Regions from separate parts of the Mus musculus genome. Here region 2 is linked to region 1. The links are chromatin contacts, called in public HiChIP or PLAC-seq maps. All regions are on one chromosome and are shown on one strand. Each heading gives the region's core, a stretch centred on a gene start, on an enhancer-like site or on the middle of the called end of the contact. The rest is flanking DNA. Distances are from core to core; before and after follow the strand shown.

Region 1 (6,881 bases), core at 3,743-6,242:
CCTCTATCCCATCCTCCCTCTCCCTGTTTCTATGAAGTTGCTCCCCCACCCACCCACCACTCCTGCCTCCCCGTCCTGGAATTCCCCTACACTGGGGCATCAAGCCCAAGACAACTCTTATAAGGACAATATTCAATTGGAGCTGGTTTATAAGTTCAGAGGTTCAGTCCATTATCATCATGGCAAGAGCATGGCAGTGTCCAGGCAGGCATGGTGCAGGCAGAGCTGAGAGTTCTACATCTTCATCTGAAGGCTGCTAGCAGAATACTCAATTACACTTAGCTAGGATGAATGTCTTATAGCCCACACCCACCTACTCCAACAGGGCCACTCCTTGGGCAGAGCATATTACAAACCATCACAATATCCTAACTTAGATATATTATTAATAGCTGGGCTGAAGAAATTGTTCTCAGTGGTTAAGAACATTGACTGCTCTTCCAGAGGTCCTGAGTTCAATTTCCAGCAATCACATGGTAGCTCACAACCATCTGTAATGGGATCTGATAACGTCTTCTGGTGTGTCTGAAGACAATGTACTCATATAAAATAAAAAAACAAATCTTTTTTTTAAAAAAGGATATTATTAGTGTGTATGAACCACTAAACATCATGACTTAACCTAGATTCCTTTAAATATATTTAGAATGCCTACACTTTTGCCAGGTTCTTTCTGTGTTCAGGCATTGGTACCAGGAAGGGGTCTACATTTTTGGTATTCTATGACATGTATGGAACAGTGCGTGTCAGAGCTGCCTGGTGCACATTTTGAATGAGCTGATAATCATAATTATTTTTTACTGTAAAATTATTACAATTTAGTGGCTGAAACCCCAAACTTCCTTCTTAGAGTAGAACTATAGTGAAACAGTCTCAACACAACTTTGGTAACAAAGTATCTCAGGGCCCACTTTTGTTTTCTATTTTGCTGCCTTAGCTGTCAAGCCCTTCCCAGAGAAATTTCTAGAACTACAGTCTTCCTTATTACACCCTGATTTATTTTTCTCCATGGCAGTCAACTCCAACTAAAACGCATGTGGTACAAAGGGCAGTGGTCCGCATCTGCCAGCATCCACCTGCATCCATTAGCATCCCTAGAGTCAAGACTGACACCTGACAGTGAATGAACTCAATAAATAATCACAGTATAACAGATAAACAGCAAATGCTTGGCACTCAACTACAGTGAGTTAGCAAATGAAGACAATATAGGTGTGTGTGTGTGTATGTGTGTGTGTGTGTGTGTGTGTGTGTGTGTGTGTGTGTGTGTGTGTGAGTTCTCCAGAAATGTCACAGGCTTGTCACACTAATGCAACTCTTAAGGAGAAGCAAGTCATGCTGTTTGACTCTTCTTCCTGACTCTGCACCCCCGATCGCTGGAGTCTGTCAACGCTGATAGAAATTGAGTGTTTTCTTTGTCCCCTGCCTGTCTCCTTTCATTTCTCCCTTCTCTGCTTTCTTTATACCTGTTTTTGTCACAATCTCTTCTAAGTTGCATGCCCAATGCCCGGCTTCTTAAGCTCATAATCTACTGACACTGACAGATAACTCAGGGGTTCTACTAGGGTTTGAATCCTAACAGGTGAGCCCCCATCCAATCTAGCCTACACGTTTGCTGCTCAGAAGTCACTCTGCTTACTGTTGTGTTTTGCAATGCAGACAACTGAAGTGACAAGACAAACGGTCGCATGAACACGTGAGAGAAATGCTATTAATCCAGGCTAAGGTGCATGAATATATGCTTTGTGATATATTTCATACATGAAATGCCAATCTTCTTCAACATGAAAGGAAACGTAGGAATCTGGATTTCTGCGACTGTAAAATTTCCTTTGAAAGAAAATAATATATTAAAATCTCCCAAAGGTTCTCTAATGGCATAACTCATTCATACTTATTAAACTCACTATTTGCCTTCCCTCTGATTCAAATGTAACAGGAAAAATTCGGCGATTTACTTTTCAAAGGTCAGAATGATTTTAATTGCTTTTTAGAATACGATGATCTTAGCTCAATCAAGTCGTATTAATTCCGTCTCTCTCTCTCCCTGTGCAACTGATTTCACAGCCCTTTCAGCCTGCAGATGCAGAAAGGAGTTCAGAGCCTTTGAAGATGTGTAACCAGACCCCTTTGGCCCCAGGGATGTCCTGATTAGGGTGATTAAAGCTCTCCAGCCGCCTTCACCATTTTACCTCAAAGCAGTCTCTATACAGTTTGCCATAGGCAGTGCTATGTGCCTGGCCTAGTTTCCTAACATTAGACTAGAGTCCTATTGTTTAGTGCTGCAAGATTTCGAGTTTGGTTTGATTCTGGTGTGCTCTGTCCATGGTGGAGAAAACAGAGCATTGTCTCAAAGGAAGAAGCATCCTCTGGACTAATTCTCTTCCCGGTGCTCTGAGCCACCTGTGCCGACCTCAGTCTCCCAACTAGGACTCTCTTCTTTAGCATCTGCATGCCGTCCCATCACTTCTTCAAAATAGTTTCAATCACTAAGTTTGGGTCATATCACAATGCTATGCCTTAAATTTTATACCCCTGAACTTTAGAATTTGAAGTCTGAACCCTTAGAGCCCAAGGCAATGACTGCATTGGGAAAGGGGTCCTTTAAAGATAACAGCAGCAGGATCCAGAGAGATGGCTCAGTGGATAAGGACTCTTCCAGGCAAGTCTGGTGACCTAAGTTCTATCCCCTGTATACGCACAGTGGAAGGAAAATCAACCACTTTGTCCTCTAACCTCCATGTGTTTACTATGATGTGTGTGCCCCCTCCACACATAACCATGAAGAAAGGGGAGGAGCAAAGGAAACTAAGACAAAATGACATCATCTGGTACTAGTTAGCCCCACAGTACCAGTGTTTTCAGATGAAGACATCGTGCCATGTAGACAGGGAGAAGGCCACTGTCTGCAGGCCAAGGGGAAAGGCCGTGAAAATTTTGCTAACTTGATCTTGGACTTGAAGCCTCTGTACTTTTGGGGAAAATTAACTTTGTCACTTAAGCATCTCAGCTGTCGTTCTTTGCCCTAATAGTCCTAGCCTGCTAATACACATAGCTTTGCCACTTCGTAAACCTGTGGCTTTCCTATGATGATAAGGACTGCCTACACTGAAGAATTATTGGAGAATTAAGAAAACACGAAAATCTACAATGCTCTACCTAAAGTATCACACACACACACATACACACACACACATACAAAAATCAAATTTTAAAGATTGTACATCATTACTGCATATACCTAAGCAGATCTCCGTATCGAGTGTAGCCCAAGAATGATAAAATTTATATTCCATTTAGAAAATAACCTCTCCCTACAAATTTACACATGTTCTGAAATTGTGTTCTTTGCTTCAACAATGAAATCACAGTTGACTGGCTTAAAGTCAGTATGTCCAATTAAGGCTAAAATGTCCTCATTTTTGGCATCTTGATTATTTCCATCTTTTTTTTTTAATTGAATTAAGTTTATGAGCCCAAATCACTTATCATTAAAATCAGCACTCTTGGGCTTTCATTTTCCATTCCATGAATTTTATCAAATAAGTACAGAAATGCAATAAAAACTCAAGTGATTTCCAAAAAAAAACCCTATCTCTATAAAGATTAGAATAGAGGTTTCTGCCAGAACTGGACTCTCAGCTGAGCGGCTCAACCAGATTGAAAACATCCATTTGTGATAGCACATCTAAAGGTCGAAATCCAGCCTGGAAAAAGACAATTAGGAAGGTCAAATCTATGAATGCAACTTGTTTGCAAGCAAATAATACCAGTCTGTTTAGCTGAGTTCATCACTCTTGTTGAATAGTAGCCTTCATCCCCCATGTTGGTTTTCTGCCATTATTGATGTCCACTGCTAAGGATACTCTAATTGTAAGGTAGGCATAGATGGATCACAAAAGCTCCCAGGCTATCAGACTACTCATCCAGTGCTGACTTTGTTACAGGCACAAGACTAGTCACAGCAAGATGAAAATGAGTACCCCACACGCCAACAGACAAGAATCACACCAGCAGATCAACCACAGTGCCTGAAAACAACCTAGATATGTCTAGAGTCCTCAACCACCATCAGCTCTCGACCCTCTGGAGGAAGATCTCAAAGAGCAAAGCCAAGAAGACTGAACACCTGAACAGTAGCAAAGGTCATGGTGCCCATCTTAGTCCACAGTGTGATAAGCAGTCCTTCCGGGACCTTCATGTGTGTTACACTGTGTCCACAAGTGGCCACTGAGAAGAAACAGTCCACCTCAACCATCTGGATAAAGCTGTGTGTCCCAGCACACATACTGGTTGTATGCTGTAAACTTTCTGAACCTTGGTTGCTTCCCTTAAAAACTGAGTAGAAATGCCAACTCTAGGAGTCAAAGCTATGATACGGCAGAAGTGCTTTGTGCCTTATCCGAGTAAGTCCTCCTCTCATGCTCTGAGTGACATTGGGGATTGACCTAACTAAGGTGAGGACAGAATGAAGAAAGGACAGATGCACGTACAGAAGTGCTGGGATCATGTGGGCTGTTCTTGCTCTGATGAGGGATGCCAAAAGCAACCTGTAATGTCAGTATGTTTATTTTAGACACCTGAATGGAGGGTGTAGTGATCATGTACAGCTGGACAAGAAGGTAGGTTTACGGTACAGCGATGAATAGGGAGGAATGTTTAGCTAATCTTGTAGGAGGTCTCTGTGGAGAACCCCATCTCAGGCTGTAGTCATCTCAGAGGAGGAAACTGTGGTTAATAGTTTCTGAACCGAGTAGTCAATCGTTGGCAAACACTTGGACTTGCATTATAGGACAGCTTTGCCAGATCCCTGAGCCTCGCCCTAGGTAGGCTTTGGGACTTGCGTGGGTCAGAGGCATTGGCATTCCTGCCGTGCTCTGCCCCTGTCAAAAATGCACACTCACTCGGGGACTTAGTCCACTGCTCACACACTCACTGAGGGCTCCCCTCACTCACCACATACTCCAGGAAAGGAAATCAGCAGATTCGCCTTCACACTACTGCTCAATGCAGATGCTATGTAGATAATGTAAGAAGACAGGGTACGCTGGTGTCACACTGCTATAAATGTCCCTTCACTAGTCCCAGGGGGGAAGCTTGTGCAATAGTATTTCACAGAGCGCAAACAACAGCCTTGAGGGGCTGCCCTTGGGGTTACTACTATCCCAAGTTTCAAATCTTTAAAGACAAAAAATGTGTTGGAGGAGATATAAAACAGATGTTCACAGCAGAAAGTCCGACCAGCCAAGCTGTGGTCACCTCTAGATGGATATTGCTGTTGAAACTTCTCTAAGTTAATATCCATGGATTAGTAAATTGAAGTGTCTGAAACAGAAGCAAACACCCACTCTTTCTCTGTGTAAATCTACTCACCTTTTTAACATTTAAGGTGCCCAAGGCTAGATATACTTTTGCTAGTAATGTGGGGCTTTGAGGTTTTAACAATACAGGCATGGAGACATCTGTATAGTAGAAGGGTGTTAATCTGTTTGCTGGGGCAGTCTCTCAGCTAGCCCATCTAACATAAGCTGACTTCTCTTGCATTCCACCCGATGGCTCTCATTGATGTCTCCCTTCTGTCTCTTCCTCTCTCTTTCTCTTCATCCTTCTGCCTCGGCCCCAGCTGCCAGCTCTTTATTATGCAAAAAACACCATACTTCTTACTCATCTAGTTAGTGTTGGGGGCTACATGACCTTCACAGGTTGTTTACCGCTTTGGGCAGGTGAGGAAGGACAAACATTTCCATATCCCTCTATCCTGGCACCCCTGACACAGAAATTAACAGTTGAGAACTCAGGGACATATTTTTGTAGCCAGTTGATACAATGTGTGTGGGTTATCTCAACAGGCTAGTCCACTACAATCCTATAATTATAACCCCCCTTTCTATTGCCTAGTGAAGCTAAATTTCTGAAACCGCCTGAGCAAACAAAGCAATTTTTATTTTTAAACATCCATTGTTTTAGCCTCTTTGTCCCCCGAGCCATAATGAGACATGTACAGAATTTCTAATTTTAGATTCCTTGAACTACAGGAATATTTTCTTTCACAAAGAAAAAAAAAATAAACAGAGAAATTACTATCCAAAAAATCTCATCCCTCTGGTGACTGTGTTGGAGAGAGCCCAGGACAGTGAAGACGTTTCAGTATGCCTGTGACTTTGTCCCAGAAGCCACCACACTTGAAATGGCTTGTGAAGATGTTCTACGTTTCTCGTGACCTCAAACAGATGAATCTGCTTCGAATGACTTAGAGAGGCGGAGAGAAATTTCTCAGGAGCCGCAGAACTTATAATCTGAGTTACTATATTTCTGAACTGAGAAGTTTGGCAGAAGAATCAAAATACACCACCTTCTGAGAATCTACATGGAGAAATCTCTGATAGCAGTTAAGGTCAGTTAAGTGGAGGTCCCACAATCTCAGTATAAAGACAACGAGGGTGAGAGATACAGCATGGCTCATTCTTGACTCTTGACAATGAATTCTATAATTTCATGTCCCTCTTTAACTTGCATGAGTGTGGCGAGGCCCTACTCACTTGGAAATTATAAGCACATACACTTTTAACTTTTATATACCCATCTATGTAGGGTAGAAAGAGTAGAGGTTATGAAGCCATCCTTAGCATATTGATAAGGCAGGAATTAACTTAGAAACACCAAAAACTTTAAAGGGGAGAAATTATTAGTAAGAAAATTCAGTTCTTCTCTGTTTGTTTTCTTAAATTAGCAGGCTGGGTCACGGCTCTTCTTGGACCTCTGGTATATTCACACGCCTACACACACACACACACACACACACACACACACACACAAAAGAATTTTTCAAGTGTTCATAATATTTAGTGATTCTCAAGTCAATTCCGGGAGAAGGAAGAATG
Region 2 (7,062 bases), core at 855-3,354, 51 kb before region 1:
GGAAGCCACCCAAATTTCTCTACAACTGAATTTTCTCCTATCCTTATAACATTGATGAATATAGATTCAGACAATATTGACCTAAAAATAAATCCTAAAAATCAATTTGCAATATACTCCATGTATAAATTTTCAGACTACAACAAAAGTTTTTCCCAGTGAAAACCAACATCTATATTCTTTTTTGATGTTTAAGTTTGAACATGTCTTATTCAATACATAGATTGCTGGTACCATTTACCCATACAGCTAGTTGACAAATAAGGGGGAAAATGAGCTGAAATTAGTTGAAAACTTGTTCAAGTAAATAGAATGGATGGGGGAGATATCCTTGGTGAAATGTGATGCAGCCATCAAGGGGACAAGCAGCTTTGGTCTTAGGAAACACAAAGTTTGTTCCCAGCCACTGCAGGGATGTGCTGGCCTGGGAGGGGTGACATGTGACTGTTGTAGAAACCAGGAACACAGCAATGACTCTTGCCCTCCAAGTCTTCTACAGTCACCAAACCCACTGTTTATGGATTTTGTAAGTTTGTTAGAAGCCATCCACTAAGCCCTTTGAACTCTGGCAGAGGAGGGCTTTATAAATAGAATTTGAGCCCATGAGGTACTATCCCAGTGAAGCTAATTTCTCATGTTTCTTTGAAAGAAAAAAAATATTATTGCACAAGTGACCTAATAGGAGACAAACAGAGCAACCCAGCTTTCCAATCCACTAGTGTTTGAAACACTTTCCTGGGGGTCTCCTTTGATACATGGCTTAACATTTACCGTCTTTGTTGGTGACATTTCGAATCATTGTCTTTTTTTCTCAAAATAAAGGTTGGAGGGGCTGGCAAGGTATATTAGCAGTTAAAAGGGATAACTGCTCTTCCAGAGGACCCATTCAGTTCCTAGATCCCATGAAGGGCAACCTATAATTCCACCTTTAAGGGTTCTGACACCCTTACCCAGTCTCTTCAGGCACTGGTATACACTGGTTAAACACAGTATACAAATACATGCACATACATAAAAATAATTTAAGAAGAACAATCTTTTAAAAGCAAAATAAAATATGCAAGCCTGCAAGAAGCAGTTTCCGAAGAAGGTTTTTTGTTTGGTTGGTTGGTTGGTTGGTTGGTTTCAAAACACTTACAACTCTAGAATTTGAGAATTTGTTCTTAATTTAATGATAGGCAAGGGAGACATTTTGACAACAGTACACTCAGAAGGTATTTGCCAACCATTTAGTGAGCAAAGGGTTAACATCCAAACTATATGAGGAATCACTGTTCCGGCCACACTGTGAGACTCAGCTCTGGGAGAGCATCTGGCTGCCAGGCCGGGTCTCAGGCACTGACTTCAGGTCCCCTGTGCCTACTGAAGGTTCCGTTCAGAAGCCACCACTCTGCCTTCATCCAGGCCACCCAGAGGGAAGGCAGGACTTAGTGATGAACAGGACTGGCCTGCTCCCAGATGGGCCCCAGGAGCCAGGCTTGCTCTGCTCAATCATCAGCTAAGTGTAAGCCACCTTAACGTCACAGTGAGGGTTAGCCTCTGAAGAGAGAAAGCTGACGCGCACATATTGTCAAAAAAAAGAAAGAAAGAGAGAGAGAGAGAGAGAGAGAGAGAGAGAGAGAGAGAGGGGGGGAGAGAGAGAGAGAGAGAGAGAGAGAGAGAGAGAGAGAGAGAGAGAGAGAGAGAAAAGAAAACTTCTTTTAGTCCATTGCTGGGATGAACTTCGGGAAACCTACGCCACACCTACACCTCTATTCGTTGATTCGTCCTACATGTCTATCTGTTCCTCATCTGAAATGACACCCTTTGCACCTGTGCCTGTGGCCCTCAATCTGCTAAAGGTATGCAGCGCTTCAAATCCACATTGAGTGTCTAACCGTGTTAGACGGACTACTCAAAGCCTTGACGGAGAAAAACAGCATCTAAAGGTGATGTGAGGGTTAGATGCGCAGGTGCTGAAGGCAGGGAGGTGACTCCGAAGAGGTGGCAGCTGCTGGGAATGGCCCCAGTGAAGAAGCAATCCACCACAAAGGCACCGTGGCCTCAGAGCACTGCACAGATGAACGCTCTCCCGGGAAGCCCAGTTTCCTGTCAACAGTCACCCTGCCTTTTATCTTTCCTCTTTCTCAGCAACAGCAATAACAGCCGACGTCCGCACCACGCCCTGGGCTCTGTTCTAAGCAAGCTGCCTTCGTTTACTCTCATTTCTCGGAGGTAGAAACTGTTTGTCTTCGTTTTACAGACAGGGGAACCGAAGGAGAAGTCGATCGACATCCCCCTCAGGAAGTCGAGAGTCGGATTGGAACATTTTTGATTACAGTTCTTGAGAATAGACTTAGGCTCCTGCCTTCAGTGGGCAAGCGTCCTACTGCTCAATGAGCTGTGCTCCTAGAATTCTTACCCAGTGTGCCATCCGCCTTCTTACAGGACCCACATTCTGATGCCTGTCACGTGTGTCACCCCTGCTAGCAGATGACATGCTCTACGAGCAGCAAGCAAGGGAAATAAGTCCTTTATTCAGTCTCTGGCATTTACTTCATGACTGCTGTCTGCCAAATGTTTAACCCCTTCACACACACACACACACACACACACACGCACGCACGCACGCACGCACGCACGCACGCATGCACGAGCGCGCCTGAACTGGTTACATTGCATACCGTAGAACTCAGTCATCTCAGAGGTGGGTGGAACTGACAGAAGCATCACTGGGCATCAGAACTAGCAAAGGAAGACCTCACTCACATACACCTCTAGGCAGCCTCTCTAGCAGGAAGTTCCCGAGCTTGCCCACCTGACAATAAATGTGTGAGGTGTCTTACCTCTCACCCCCATAAAGAACACTAGGGGTAGATGCTGTTATCTGCACAATAAGGAAAGAACACACATGCTTCGGAAATCCATACAGCCAGCAAGGGGGGAAAAAGGCATTGAGACACTTGGATTCACTGCTTTTCCATGCTCCGCAGTTTGGTTGTAGAGTCTTCTTTTGTGGAATGGAATAAAATGCATAAGAAGTAAGCCTAAACAAACTCTGGTATTTATTAATAAGGTATCAACACACACGAACACACACACACACACACACACAATATATATATATATATATATGTATATGTATATGTATATGTATATGTATATGTATATGTATGTATATATATGTATGTGTGTATATATATATATGTATATATATATATATATATATATATATATATATATATATAGAGAGAGAGAGAGAGAGAGAGAGAGAGAGAGAATTCATCCCCAAACAATCTGGACAAGGACTATCTCCAGAGAAAAAGACACTCCAACAGTTTCTGGGGGTGTTTCCCATGTTGTATTCTTTGCCCTGAGTGGTAATGGCATTGAGTGGTAACACATTTGTTTGGTACCTGTACGTGCATTATGCCACCATATGTTCTGCCATCCATTCTAGTGGTTTTGGTGAGAGAGGTGGTCTTCCATACACTGCATTAGTTCTGGGTCAGAGAGGCGGGCTGCTTGACATTACAGTGGTCCTGGCAAGAGAGGAGTTTTTGTATATTAGTTTTCTACAAGACCCAAAGGGACCAGTTCTTGAGAAGGTGCCTTGAAAGAGTTGAGGTCATCTTCTCCCTAAGCTCTAGGTCTCCGGATGCTATGTTCCCTCTAATCAGTCCATATATGAGGCCAGTATGCAAGAGAGGAGAGTTGGCTATACTTTGGAGGGAGAAGAACCAAGTAGCCATGTGAGGTCTCAGAGAGGTGTTGGGGTGGGGGTGGGGGTGGGGAGTGGCCACTTCTACAGTTGAGTGGTCAGGGATGTTTAGCAGGAACTAGCTATATCTTAACAATTAAAGTTTAGTGTTGGGAGCCGCGCCCACATTCGCCGTTACAAGATGGCGCTGACAGCTGTGTTCTAAGTGGTAAACAAATAATCTGCGCATATGCCGAGGGTGGTTCTCTACTCCATGTGCTCTGCCTTCCCCGTGACGTCAACTCGGCCGATGGGCTGCAGCCAATCAGGGAGTGACACGTCCTAGGCGAAGGAGAATTCTCCTTAATAGGGACGGGGTTTCGTTTTCTCTCTCTCTTGCTTCTTGCTCTCTTGCTTCTTGCACTCTGGCTCCTGAAGATGTAAGCAATAAAGCTTTGCCGCAGAAGATTCTGGTCTGTGGTGTTCTTCCTGGCCGGGCGTGAGAACGCGTCTAATAACAATTGGTGCCGAATTCCGGGACGAGAAAAAACTCGGGACTGGCGCAAGGAAGATCCCTCATTCCAGAACCAGAACTGCGGGTCGCGGTAATAAAGGTTCCCGTAAAGCAGACTGTTAAGAAGGATTCAACTGTATGAATTCAGAACTTTTCAGCTGGGGAACGAGAGTACCAGTGAGTACAGCTTTACGAGGTAAGTCTGATCTTGAACTTTCTAAGGAAATTCAAGACAGTCTATCAGAAGTAAAGTGGAATATGTTTGGCCTTGAATTTTTTCTAGTGTTAGAAGCCCTTTTGTTCCTTTTCACATGTTATCAAGTGGTTAAGGCAGGGAAAATTCTAGAGGAAATTCAGGACAAGCTATCAGAAGTAAAGCGGGGAGAGAGAGTAGGAGCAAAGAGAAAATATGGTACACAAAATAAGTATACAGGCCTTTCCAAGGGTCTTGAACCCGAGGAAAAGTTTAGGTCAGGTAAGAATACCTGGGGAGAGATTAGAAGGAAGGAAAAGAAAAAAGAAAAGAAAAAAGATCGACTAGCGGAGGTCTCTAGGAGATACTCGTCACTAGATGAGCTCAGGAAGCCAGCTCTTAGTAGTTCTGAAGCAGATGAAGAATTCTCCTCTGAGGAAACAGACTGGGAGGAAGAAGCAGCCCATTACCAGCCAGCTAATTGGTCAAGAAAAAAGCCAAAAGCGGCTGGCGAAAGCCAGCGTACTGTTCAACCTCCCGGCAGTCGGTTTCAAGGTCCGCCCTATGCGGAGCCCCCGCCCTGCGTAGTGCGTCAGCAATGCGCAGAGAGGCAATGCGCAGAGAGATGCGCAGAGAGGCAATGCGCAGAGAGATGCGCAGAGAGGCAGTGCGCAGAGAGATGCGCAGAGAGGCAGTGCGCAGAGAGGCAGTGCGCAGAGAGGCAGTGCGCAGACTCATTCATTCCCAGAGAGGAACAAAGGAAAATACAACAGGCATTTCCAGTCTTTGAAGGAGCCGAGGGTGGGCGTGTCCACGCTCCGGTAGAATACTTACAAATTAAAGAAATTGCCGAGTCGGTCCGTAAATACGGAACCAATGCTAATTTTACCTTGGTGCAGTTAGACAGGCTCGCCGGCATGGCACTAACTCCTGCTGACTGGCAAACGGTTGTAAAAGCCGCTCTCCCTAGTATGGGCAAATATATGGAATGGAGAGCGCTTTGGCACGAAGCTGCACAAGCGCAGGCCCGAGCAAACGCAGCTGCTTTGACTCCAGAGCAGAGAGATTGGACTTTTGACTTGTTAACGGGTCAGGGAGCTTATTCTGCTGATCAGACAAACTACCATTGGGGAGCTTATGCCCAGATTTCTTCCACGGCTATTAGGGCCTGGAAGGCGCTCTCTCGAGCAGGTGAAACCACTGGGCAGTTAACAAAGATAATCCAGGGACCTCAGGAATCCTTCTCAGATTTTGTGGCCAGAATGACAGAGGCAGCAGAGCGTATTTTTGGAGAGTCAGAGCAAGCTGCGCCTCTGATAGAACAGCTAATCTATGAGCAAGCCACAAAGGAGTGCCGAGCGGCCATAGCCCCAAGAAAGAACAAAGGCTTACAAGACTGGCTCAGGGTCTGTCGAGAGCTTGGGGGACCTCTCAGCAATGCAGGTTTAGCGGCTGCCATCCTTCAATCCCAAAACCGCTCCATGGGCAGAAATAATCAGAGGACATGTTTTAACTGCGGAAAGCCTGGGCATTTTAAGAAAGATTGCAGAGCTCCAGATAAACAGGGAGGGACTCTCACTCTTTGCTCTAAGTGTGGCAAGGGTTATCATAGAGCTGACCAGTGTCGCTCTGTGAGGGATATAAAGGGCAGAGTCCTTCCCCCACCTGATAGTCAATCAGCTTATGTGCCAAAAAACGGGTCATCGGGCCCTCGGTCCCAGGGCCCTCAAAGATATGGGAACCGGTTTGTCAGGACCCAGGAAGCAGTCAGAGAGGCGACCCAGGAAGACCCACAAGGGTGGACCTGCGTGCCGCCTCCGACTTCCTACTAATGCCTCAAATGAGTATTCAGCCGGTGCCGGTGGAGCCTATACCATCCTTGCCCCCGGGAACCATGGGCCTTATTCTCGGCCGGGGTTCACTCACCTTACAGGGCTTAGTAGTCCACCCTGGAGTTATGGATTGTCAACATTCCCCTGAAATACAGGTCCTGTGCTCAAGCCCTAAAGGCGTTTTTTCTATTAGTAAAGGAGATAGGATAGCTCAGCTGCTGCTCCTCCCTGATAATACCAGAGAAAAATCTGCAGGACCTGAGATAAAGAAGATGGGCTCCTCAGGAAATGATTCTGCCTATTTGGTTGTATCTTTAAATGATAGACCTAAGCTCCGCCTTAAGATTAATGGAAAAGAGTTTGAAGGCATCCTTGATACCGGAGCAGATAAAAGTATAATCTCTACACATTGGTGGCCCAAAGCATGGCCCACCACAGAGTCATCTCATTCATTACAGGGCCTAGGTTATCAATCATGTCCCACTATAAGCTCCGTTGCCTTGACGTGGGAATCCTCTGAAGGACAGCAAGGGAAATTCATACCTTATGTGCTCTCACTCCCGGTTAACCTCTGGGGAAGGGATATTATGCAGCATTTGGGCCTTATTTTGTCCAATGAAAACGCCCCATCGGGAGGGTATTCAACTAAAGCAAAAAATATCATGGCAAAGATGGGTTATAAAGAAGGAAAAGGGTTAGGACATCAAGAACAGGGAAGGATAGAGCCTATCTTACCTAATGGAAACCAAGACAGACAGGGTCTGGGTTTTCCTTAGCGGCCATTGGGGCAGCACGACCCATACCATGGAAAACAGGGGACCCAGTGTGGGTTCCTCAATGGCAC

What was found. HiChIP or PLAC-seq counts read pairs in DNA pulled down with a chosen protein or histone mark.
Region 2: an H3K27ac HiChIP or PLAC-seq map of the HPC-7 cell line shows a contact between it and region 1, with 4 times the contacts expected there. The contact joins two enhancer-like sites. A contact is called at or near these places in 3 of 39 promoter capture datasets (the 3T3-L1 cell line and 3T3-L1-derived adipocytes), 5 of 484 Hi-C or Micro-C datasets (CD4 T cells, bone marrow, bone marrow-derived macrophages and 2 more) and 1 of 115 datasets of contacts at active chromatin or transcription factors (the HPC-7 cell line).

What each region holds. Positions count from the first base shown.
Region 1 is chr10:96,148,787-96,155,667 of GRCm38.p6, reverse strand. No RefSeq gene overlaps it. Among named protein-coding and RNA genes, the nearest start is that of Gm40746, 29 kb to the left of the region's middle. Within about 2 kb of position 4,992, at least 30 of the 459 cell types and tissues checked have an H3K27ac peak or open chromatin away from gene starts, as enhancers often do. A contact at or near this core is called in the HPC-7 cell line, where this site is marked.
Region 2 is chr10:96,196,488-96,203,549 of GRCm38.p6, reverse strand. No RefSeq gene overlaps it. Among named protein-coding and RNA genes, the nearest start is that of Gm40746, 19 kb to the right of the region's middle. Within about 2 kb of position 2,104, at least 87 of the 459 cell types and tissues checked have an H3K27ac peak or open chromatin away from gene starts, as enhancers often do. A contact at or near this core is called in the HPC-7 cell line, where this site is marked.